Linked DNA regions of Hordeum vulgare: region 1 is linked to region 2. The links are chromatin contacts, called in public Hi-C maps. All regions are on one chromosome and are shown on one strand. The core of a region is the stretch at or near the end of the contact, and the rest is flanking DNA. Distances in the headings are between cores, read along the strand shown. Region 1 holds the start of LOC123403505 (probable RNA-binding protein EIF1AD). Region 2 has its middle 340 kb from the start of LOC123404307.

Region 1 (5,088 bases), core at 2,021-4,520, 530 kb after region 2:
GGGTTGGGACGGCGGCGCGTGCAAGGATGGCGGACGGTGGGGGCTCGCGCGACGAGATCTGACGGTCAGGGGGCCCTGATCCAACGGCTGTTGTGCGACCGGCACGAGCCCTCGGGCCGGCGCCTAGCACTGCCCTTTAGAATGTGGCTTAAGATATTTTACTCCGTATGTAGTCTTCTAGTGAAATTTCTAAAAAGATTTTTATTTAAAAACGGAGGGAGTAATAAGCATGCATGCATAATCCAATCAAATCAAATTTGACTGAATCTCCTGCATACCACCACATTGGAATGGAATGGAAAACAACAGACAAGACATACATCCACGACTTGTACCTCAACAGCAATTAATTAAATTGCTGGGGTCCTTTTCGATCGACTTTAAAGGTGAAAAGGAAGCAGACAGAATAACATCCAGAATAAGGTGCAACATATGGAGTATAGTTGTTTTGTTCATATTACGGTACAGGTAGACGAGCCTCAACATGCCATGCCACTTAACGTCGACAAAACGCACTGACTATATCTTTGACAGATTGGGCAGCGTATCGTATCGCACCCAAACTTGACGAGCATAAATACATCAGGTGTACAGGTGGACGGTAACCATAGGATGACATCGTCCACGACTATTCCCAAGTCGTCTACCAGTTCAAGAATCAGAGTCACATTCTGTATCAGAATGCACGTCAAACGGTCTATTTCTGTTCGTGTTAGCCTCAAGTGGCGGCATATCATCATCTTCATCTTCATCAGAGTTCTGCTCTTCCTCAACTTGCGATGTCGTTCCTTCTGGCCCAGTCGCCCACCCATTGGGAGTTGACTTGAAGATAGCCGGCCTGGCATAAGAAAGGTGAGTGAATCAGGACACCCAATCGAGAGGACGACAAGCTAACAATCCTGGTTTTATCAAGTACCCCCTCCGTAAAGAAACATAAGAGCGTTTAGATCACTAAAGTAGCGATCAAAACGCTCTTATATTTCTTTACGGAGGGAGTAGGTACTAAATCAATATGGATCGGAGGGAGTATCAGCATTTCGCCATCAATTTATATCACATCAACATTTGCATATAGTAGCAGTGCTTGGTATCATTTTCATGTTCATCGGAGATTCAGAGCAGGCAAAACCAGAATCAAACCATTTAGGCTGTTTGCCCTAAAAAAAATCATTTAGGCTGTTGAAATGAAGCACTGGCTACCACCTACCAGCATATCACATGGAAAGTGAATTTGATCCATTCTTTGAGAAAATTGGAAAGTTAGACAAATTATGGTGTTTCCAAGCCATCATATGCATACATTATACTCCCTCCGTTCCTAAATATAAGTCTTTTAAGCGATTTCATTAAGGGTCTACATACGAAGCAAAATGATTGAATCTATACTCTAAAGTATGTCTATATACATCCGTATGTAGTCCACTAGTGAAATTTCTAGAAAGACTTACATTTAGGAACGGAGGGAGTACTCCCTAGCTCAAACTGATATATCTAGCACTGAAATACGTCTAGATACATACATTTGAGCGTCAATTAATATGGGACAGAGGTAGTATTATTAAAACAGCCAGACCAACTACCACAAACTGGGAAGTAGCTCATATATCAGATTACAAGCAACCACAGTACGAATAACAGCTATCATAAACACAAGAAATTTAGACATATTGCCAGGAGGGTGTATTCTTACTAATTCTATTGCAACAAAAGGAAGTCTTCAGTTGCCTAGAATTGGGGCTGGTGCAATACTGAAAGTTATTGTACATCTTGGGTATACAACACACAACAAGCTTACTGCCACTTGGATAACATGTATCATAAACACAAGAAATTAAGATATATTGCTAGGAGGGTGTATTGTTACACCTTCTGTTGCAACAAAAGGAAGTCTTCAGTTGCTTAGAAGTGGTGCAATACTCAAGACTATTGTACATATTGGGACACTCGTCACTCGTCAGAATGGATGTGAAACACAAAACCATCGCAGCCAGTGCTAATTATTATTTTTAGGGAGAAACAAGTGCTAATTATTCAATATAGTATTTGTATGAAGTACTGCTGCTAAATTTTACTAGATCAAGCAAATCATTCGGTCTGTTTCACACAAACAACTGCAGTGGTGGCTGATGTCATGACTCAAGGCAAGTTAATTTTAGCCCAAAGTTGCAGAGCAATTATGTCAAACAGACATACATATGACTTGTGGCGAACTGGCAATCTTGCATACTATACTAGAAAAGCAGATGAATGAAAGCAACGAACATAGAGACTGCATGTAGCAAATCAGAAAGGGGCAGTAGCTGTAACGTGTGAAAAGGAAGCAGCTGCAGGGCCTGGGCCTACTGGTCAAGTGATCATTGGTCTCCAGTACAAACTTATCCTACAATTTGCATACTTGCATTGGCATACATCTCCAAGGAGTAATGTTTACTTTGTCAAGTAGTTGGCAATAAATAATCAGGGAGCAGCAGAGAATTCAGCAACTCACCATTCGCCAGATTTCTCAAGAGCGCGAACCTGGTCGTGAAAGAGGACTCGCGACACGACACAGGCTATCTTGCTTCCAGATTCGAGAGCCTCATCCCTCCCACTAGCATCCACAACCACGAAATTCCCTGCACATTCAGAGTAGACCATCATCAGGTGTTAGTGCCAAAAGCTGGTTGAGCTTTATAAACTAACCAACGACATCCGAAGCCATGCCATCACTAAATTACTCACCGTTCTTGATCCAGAAGCTCTTCTGGAACTTGGCGGGGAAGAGGGCTAGAGACTTGACGCCCTCGCCGTCCGTGACCTAGCACCAGCACCAGCACGGCGGCAGCAGGAATGAGGAATCGGCGGCGGCACGGAACAATTTTAAGAGAGGTGGGAGAAGCTAGCGCGTACCTCGATGAGGTTGGAGCCGCGCAGCGTGACGACCTGCATGATGCTCTCGCCCTCGGCGAGCGTGACGGCGGTGCCCTCCTGGCACGCGCGACGCAGGTTCTTCCTCCCGGCCTTCATGCCCGCTCCGCAGCAGACGGGCGATCCTGAACGGACGGTAGAAATTCTTCAAGGTGCTGGACTCAACACAGCGGTGCTGGCTGCGGGCAGGAGCCCGGAGGGAAGGAGGTGTAGCGGCGGCGCTGCCGACCAGGGCGGGTGGCGGCGACGGCGAGCAAGGTCGTGCGGTGGCAGCTAGGAACGGCGAGCAAGGGCGCGTGCCGGTGACGGTCTCTCTTGTGGTGACGGCGGCGGCGGCGGTTCTGGTCCGCTCGGGTGTGCTCGGGAACTAGGGTAGGACTGCAGCACGTCAGCACATAACACGCCCAGCCCAGCCCAGCATGTGGGCCATCGAATCATGGGCCTTTAGCAAATCAATGGCCTAAACATTATTTATGACACGACTACTTCGGTTTTTTCTTCTAAAAAAAGACTACTTCGGTTTTTCGGTTCACCGGGCTTTCAAACCGAATTAACAAAATGCTAATTCTATTAAGGAAAAATCTAAGTAGCGTAGGATGCACAGCCGCCCTCCCGTGCGGCGGCTCGGACGAGATTCCTTTCATAGACAATGCGCGCATGCGTGAACGTAAGTTGTTGTTGCATTTTTCTACGGTATGCAGTGAGGTGCTTTTCTCACATAGGGACTGTAGCTGGCAGTCTGATACAATGCTTTTTTTTCATCTAGCATTTGCTATACAAAGTGTTGTAGTACTATGTATCTTTAAAACCAAAACTGCTGGATAGAATTGGTGGTGTCAGGAGGGAGCAGTGACGTAGAGAGGCAGCTGTTGCCGTGCTACTCTACTAGTAGTACTCATTTGTTTTAAAATATATTTTTTTATTTTCAATCTCCTACAGTACACAAAATAACCGGTTGCTGAGTAGAATTTAAATGGCAAGGGCTATAAAATAATGTGACAATTAAATTTTACAACAAGTGACAAGCTTATATGAAACAACTTAGTAGAATTAAATTGACAAATACAACAAAACACCATAACAACTACGTTTTAGAACAATCGGCAAGCTTTTCATGAGACAACATGATAACTAGGTAGAATTAAGACTCGTATGTACAACAAAACACCACGACAATTAATTTTTATAATAACTGACAAGCATTGTGAGACAATATGACAACCAGGTAGAATAAAAATGACAAGCACGACAAAAAATTTGGGGCAACTGGATTATATAACCACTGACAAGTTTTATGAGACAACATGACAACTAGGTAGAATAAAAATGACAAGCACGACAAAATATTTGGGGCAACTAGATTATATAACCACTCACAAGTTTTATGAGACAACATGACAACTAGGCAGAATTAAAAATGACAAGCACATCAAAACATTATGGCAACTAGAATTATAAGCACCAACAAACTTAGTACAGGAACAACATAAAATAAAGTGGCAATTAAGCTTTTTTTGTCAGACAAGTACGTGGTTGATAATATGGCAAGTGAATTGAAAAAATATGGCAAGTACGAACCGAAAAAAAATGTCGAAACATATCAACATGGGATCTAGTTTCGAAGATCTCGCTACGACAAAGTCAATGATGAAAACAGATCATCAATCGAAGTAACGGTTTTGAAGATAAAACTTTTTGAATTTCAAACATTAAAAAAAACTTGATGATGTCATTCCAAGCATGCATGGTGATGAGAGAAAGAATCTGTGGCAGCATATCAGTACTTAGCTAGTACTAGTGGAAAATATTACTCAAAGCACGTACATACATGCAGTCTGTATTTTTTTACCATGCATGTGCAGGCCTATAACAGCCGCTGCATCGGAACACCATGGTGCGGCGTCGCTGCCTAGTCAGCCCCTTCTATTAATTAACAAAGAATTTGATTTATTTCATGATCGTTTTCATGCCCGCCCCTAGGCGTAGAATGAGCGGAGGCGATGAGGCTAGTGCCGATAGCTTTGTGAATTAGCAAACACCCATCGCCAATTTGCACAAATCGAGCGACGAGAGCGAGCAACTAAGAGTCTCATTTGTTGTTGTCATTTTAATTTTTCGGTTTTGAAAAGTTCTTAGCTAATTTTTTTCCGTTTGAGGACCATCTAAAAGGTTCTGGTCCTT
Region 2 (5,070 bases), core at 1,073-3,572:
TTTTTTGCATCAATTGCTGAAAATAATTTTTACACCGCAAATAATTGATGCACACACATGTTGGCACCATGCATCTATAATTTTCTCTTTTCAGTTTCAAAATTATATGCTTCCAATAGGTATTAGCTACATTAACTGAGATAGCAAGAAATTGATGCCTTGTAATATCTATGCTGGGCAAGCTAGTAATTTTGCATATCCAAATTAGTGTGTTAACAGTGTATGTATCAATTGTGTGCTACATCCATTTGTGATGGCATTATAATTTTTTCCTAATTAGATATGCTTCCTTTATCTATCATATATTCTTCTGTTTAATATATGTTCTGTTTCACACGATGATAATCATGCTTTGTCTGCTGGTCACTTATGCTTTTTCTGTACAGATATTCGGCTGCACATAGTGACACTCATGATTTCTTTGTTTCCCATATATGCTCTCTTTGTTTATGCGCATTGCTTCCATGCTACTCATGTATTATTTTATTAATTTTATTCTTGTCATGCCATGCTCATCTATTATAATGTACACTACATATATACCTCTCCTCTTGGTTTTTTTCCTTCCATAGTTCTAGCATTCAATTTGTTTTGGTTTATTTTTCCCATCTGTCTTCAGCGACGTAATGTACACATTCTCTACTTCATTAGTATTATAACTTACATGCAATACCAATTGTTGGGTCCTACATTTGACATGTACGCATCCTGCTTAACCAATGTATGCTTCAATTAATTGTGTGCTACCCCTTCAGGGCCAAGATGTGCAAATGATACAGGTCTATATGGAGTCGCCTGTTGCATGCATGCCTAAGAAGCATGGCGACAACAGGGTCTACTCACCTTACAATGAAGATGACGGTCTCCTATATGAAGGGAAGAGGAAACATACGATATGAATTTAAGAGACATTGTACTACCGGTGACTTAGGAAGCAAGAATTTGTGGGGCATTTGAAATATGTTGTATGAACGGATGAAGTGTACAAAAACTAATTTATGTTTCGTTATAATCAAATCAGTTTTTGTAATGGAAACACTTTTCTAGTGAATGGAAGCAAAGTATTCTTGAGATGGAAACATAATGAAAGTTTATGAGAATCAATTTTTTCCATATGAAGAAAATAATTCTCAAATGCATTTTTTTGTTACATGAAAGCAAGGTTATTGGACGTAATTTTTCATTAGATTGCAACACAAGAAAATTGTGTATTTAGTCAAAGCAAATTTTATTGCGTTCGAAACAAAATAAAGTCACACTTGATACACTCCAAATAAATGCATCTGCGAAAATAAATATATTTTTAGAAATTTGTTTGTTGAAAACAAATCACAATTAGTACTCGTTAAAACTGATTAAACGTAATTAGTGGAAAATCTCATACCTAACATGGCGCACCCTTTAATGAAGCAACCAAACATATCACGCATGAAGGTTGTACCACATCAGATCTGACGAACATGATACATCTCATCCTACGGTCATCTACCGGTCTGATGAAAAGCAGGGATCAGTAGTCTGATCCCTAAATGCTCTTTAAGGATCGACATTGCAGATACCTAAAAGCTAGTTTTGCTCTATTTATTGGTTATCTTTGCAGATCCAATCGTCGTTGCCCGTCCCTGGAGCCGCTGGGTCCTATCACGGCTTTATCTCCCGCCATCCGGTGGTCCGTGGACGTGACGTGATTTTGCCTTTCCTGGTCCATATTCGCGGTCGGTTCGTCAAGCGTGCATGATAGCGCCGTAGACGTCCACGACCTCTGCCACCGCCACCACACAGCTGTTGATGTACAGCTTATCGGCACCAGACAAAGTTTAACACGTGATAAGTGCTGCGACCCCATCTTTTTAATCCATGGAAGCAGAGCGTGAACTGTGCTCGAGCTCGTCTATTTCGCTTCGATTTATGCTAACCATCTCAAGACCATAGACTGCACGTGGTGGTTGAGCCGGCTGGGTCGGTACTACGTGGTGCGCATCGTCCCCGGAGCACGAATATGTCAGCTATGGGGGTCCTCGTCTCGTCTCATCGACCGGATATCTCTGATTTGCCTAACATTTCTGCACAATCATGTATGCATCATCCCTATGGAACACGTGCGTGCGTGCGCCCGAGAGAACTCCAGAGAGTACAGAAAGTAAAGCGGACACGGCAAAACCTCTTGGGGATCGATTACTTTTGGGACGAATTCGGCTAGATTCCCTCGGAAAGCAAAGTGCCGCCAAGCTTTTCGTCAGTCACAACTCACTACTCACAACGTACTGCGGATTGAGCACGAGGAACTCGATTTATATAGATTTGGCGCAGAGGTGGTGATTCGGAGACGCGATAGGGAGATCTCGGCCGTTCCTCGTGGAGGGGTCCACCGGATACCGCGACGGGACAGCAGAAAATGGACAGACGCGACGTCTAGCAGCCGGCAAGTTCAGTCTCACTCTTATCGACGCAGGAGAGGCAGCAAAGGCGAAATCTTTGGGCATCCCACTCCTGGAGCAACTACATCCATCCATTTCGTTCACAGACATCGGTTTAAATTGCAGTGAATAAAAAAATGACACACGCATCGATTCAAACAAACGCGTGTTTATTTTTCATCTCTCGCGATCCATCGATTCAAACAAACGCATGTTTATTTTTCATCCTCTTACGATCCATCCTGGATGTAAATTTTGACATCATTTGTGTCGCCGTGAACACGAAGTAGACACGCGCCTCATCCGTGGGATCCTTCATCCCCCCTTCCCATACACACACCCATCGTCCGCAAGCACACAAACCCTAGGCCGGCAACCCCATTTTCCCCCGGTCACCCTAGCTCTACAACAGCAAATCCACCAGCGGGGTTCCTCTTTCATCCCGGTCTTGCAGACCTATTGATGGATCTACGGCGGTGATAGGGTTTGGCAAAATTTTGCGCATCCTGTCGGCGGGATTTGGCGAATCTGACCGTCGGTGGACTGCGCTTGCCGTGGACTGGCCGGGTGTCGGTCCATCAGGTCCGGGCAATCCCTCGGTGCGACATGCAGGCGCTCAATCCGCCTCTAGCCGCTCGCGTCTGACCCGTCGTAGGTTCGCCGGTAAGGCCATGACCGCTCGCCACCCTGGCTGGGCGTTGACCCAAAAGCTTGCCAGCTCACCTTTGTCGTTCGTACAGTGTGACGACTGCTTGCTGCAGGTCATCCGACGCGTTTTTTGGACGTCGGAACATCCCGGTTGGGGGTTCGTGAAGTGCAAAAATGATGGGGTACGATTTTCGTTCGAGCTTTTGCTCTTCGCTCGATGCAATTTCGGTAGCTTATTATTTGCTTAATATTGTGTGTAGGATGGATGTAATTTTTGATATTGGGAAGACGAGTACATCAATCTATTGATATCACGAAATTTGCTAGATGTCCATGCACTTTTATAGGTATAGATGAGACTAAAAAAGACACCAAAGGAGAACCAACGTCTAATTCTTTAACATCGAAGAAGAAAGACGGTGTGCTCAAGAATCCACAGATCAACAACGAAAATATAGAGAAGATCTTAGTCCAACTAGTAGCAGCAGTTAAGGAAGTTGGACATCTTTTAAGATGTTTAATTGTAGTTCTTTTATTCTTTGGTATTATATTCGTAGCAAAGAATTGGTAAAATGTATTAAAATGCATTTGCTGAAATAAAAATAACGTTCAAATCCGAAGGAAAATGGATGTTGGACGACCGTGCGGACGAAAAATAGGTCGGCGCGTCGGGCGCACGACCGACCCATTTCTAAAAGAGGGCGGACATGCCGACCCAAACGGACAAAAGGCGAACAAAGCACGCGCTCGTTTGGGTCGTGCGGTTGGAGTTGCCCTTAGGTTCTTATTTTTTGCTTTTTATTTTATATACTAGCAAAAGAGCCCGTGTGTTGCAATGAAAAACATACAACACTCTTTCTAACCCAATAACCATGAGTGAAGACCCCAATAAGCGCACATCCTTTCTTTCAACACATGGTCTCTCATTTATATTACCACTTATCCTCCTTCCCAGTTTCCACCCTCGTCAACAGTGGCATCGGTGCTCATATAATCACAACACGCTTGAATGTTATCAATTCTAAGGCGTCTCTCTTGACATAAGATAAAAAATATGTCATTTCTGTAAGGTTTTGACGAGGCATGCATGTGTGGATAGAGATGTTTTTTTCGTCCATGATTCTTGTTTTGCTGAGGTGTTGATTTTCAATCTCAATCATCATTGATATAAAAGAAAGATAGATCATGCATTATTTATTAACGTTACATCCTAAGTATCATTTTTAAATATTTATCAGATAAAACAACATCATATTCAGATTAAAATTTTTAATCAAATTTCATATATAATATGTTAAATTTAACGTCACAGTTAAATTTAGAGTTACGTTTAAATGATATGGATATTTTAAAAAACATTTAATATGTACTATGTGTTGATTAATCCAATTATTGTTTTTTTGACAAAAGTAGAAACTTAATTAAAAATTGGACTCTAGGTTGATTACCAAAAACACCAAGGAGTTATCTGGACAATAGCATAAAGGATAAAAAAATATTTTTGCTTATTTGTAGGTAATAGATTTATTAGTAGGTAATGTATGTATGGTGGTGATATTCGGCACCCTAGGCGAGGAATGATTATTCTTCATCCACCTCTATTTTAACATCAATGCTCCGTAATTTTATGTTTCGTAAATTTTGTCTTATTCATAGGTAAAAAGAGACCGTAAGAAAATATATAATTACCATAAAAATATTTTATGCGAGATAAAATTGCAAACATAAAAAATAGTGTAAAATATACAATAAAATCATTTTTTCTAGTCTTGTGACCTATATTTCTGTTTCTTATGTCAAATTTTATATAGTGAATCAATATAAATGTAACTATTTGTATTCCAAATATAATTTACTAATAAATTGATGTAAGATTATCTCGATGAAGAATAATTATTGTGCATCATGGATGATATGTATATATATCCAATTGCACCAGAAAAGAAATCATGCTTTTATAGCCAATTGCTGGACACCATAACATTACAGAAGCATCATTCTTGTA

The links. Hi-C and Micro-C count contacts between places; a contact is called where the count stands out from the background.
Region 1: a Hi-C map of leaf shows a contact between it and region 2, with 3 times the contacts expected there. The contact joins the promoter of LOC123403505 here to the enhancer-like site in region 2. A contact is called at or near these places in 1 of 6 Hi-C or Micro-C datasets (leaf) and 1 of 1 datasets of contacts at active chromatin or transcription factors (embryo).

What each region holds. Positions count from the first base shown.
Region 1 is chr6H:407,159,764-407,164,851 of MorexV3_pseudomolecules_assembly, forward strand. LOC123403505 (probable RNA-binding protein EIF1AD) reads right to left here and starts at 3,271. Exons shown (of 4, transcript XM_045097436.1): 1 at 2,890-3,271; 2 at 2,722-2,797; 3 at 2,489-2,615; 4 at 408-838. The coding sequence starts at 3,006. The coding sequence ends at 652.
Region 2 is chr6H:406,633,524-406,638,593 of MorexV3_pseudomolecules_assembly, forward strand. No RefSeq gene overlaps it. Among protein-coding and RNA genes, the nearest start is that of LOC123404307, 340 kb to the right of the region's middle. Within about 2 kb of position 2,323, at least 3 of the 3 cell types and tissues checked have open chromatin away from gene starts, as enhancers often do. A contact at or near this core is called in leaf, where this site is marked.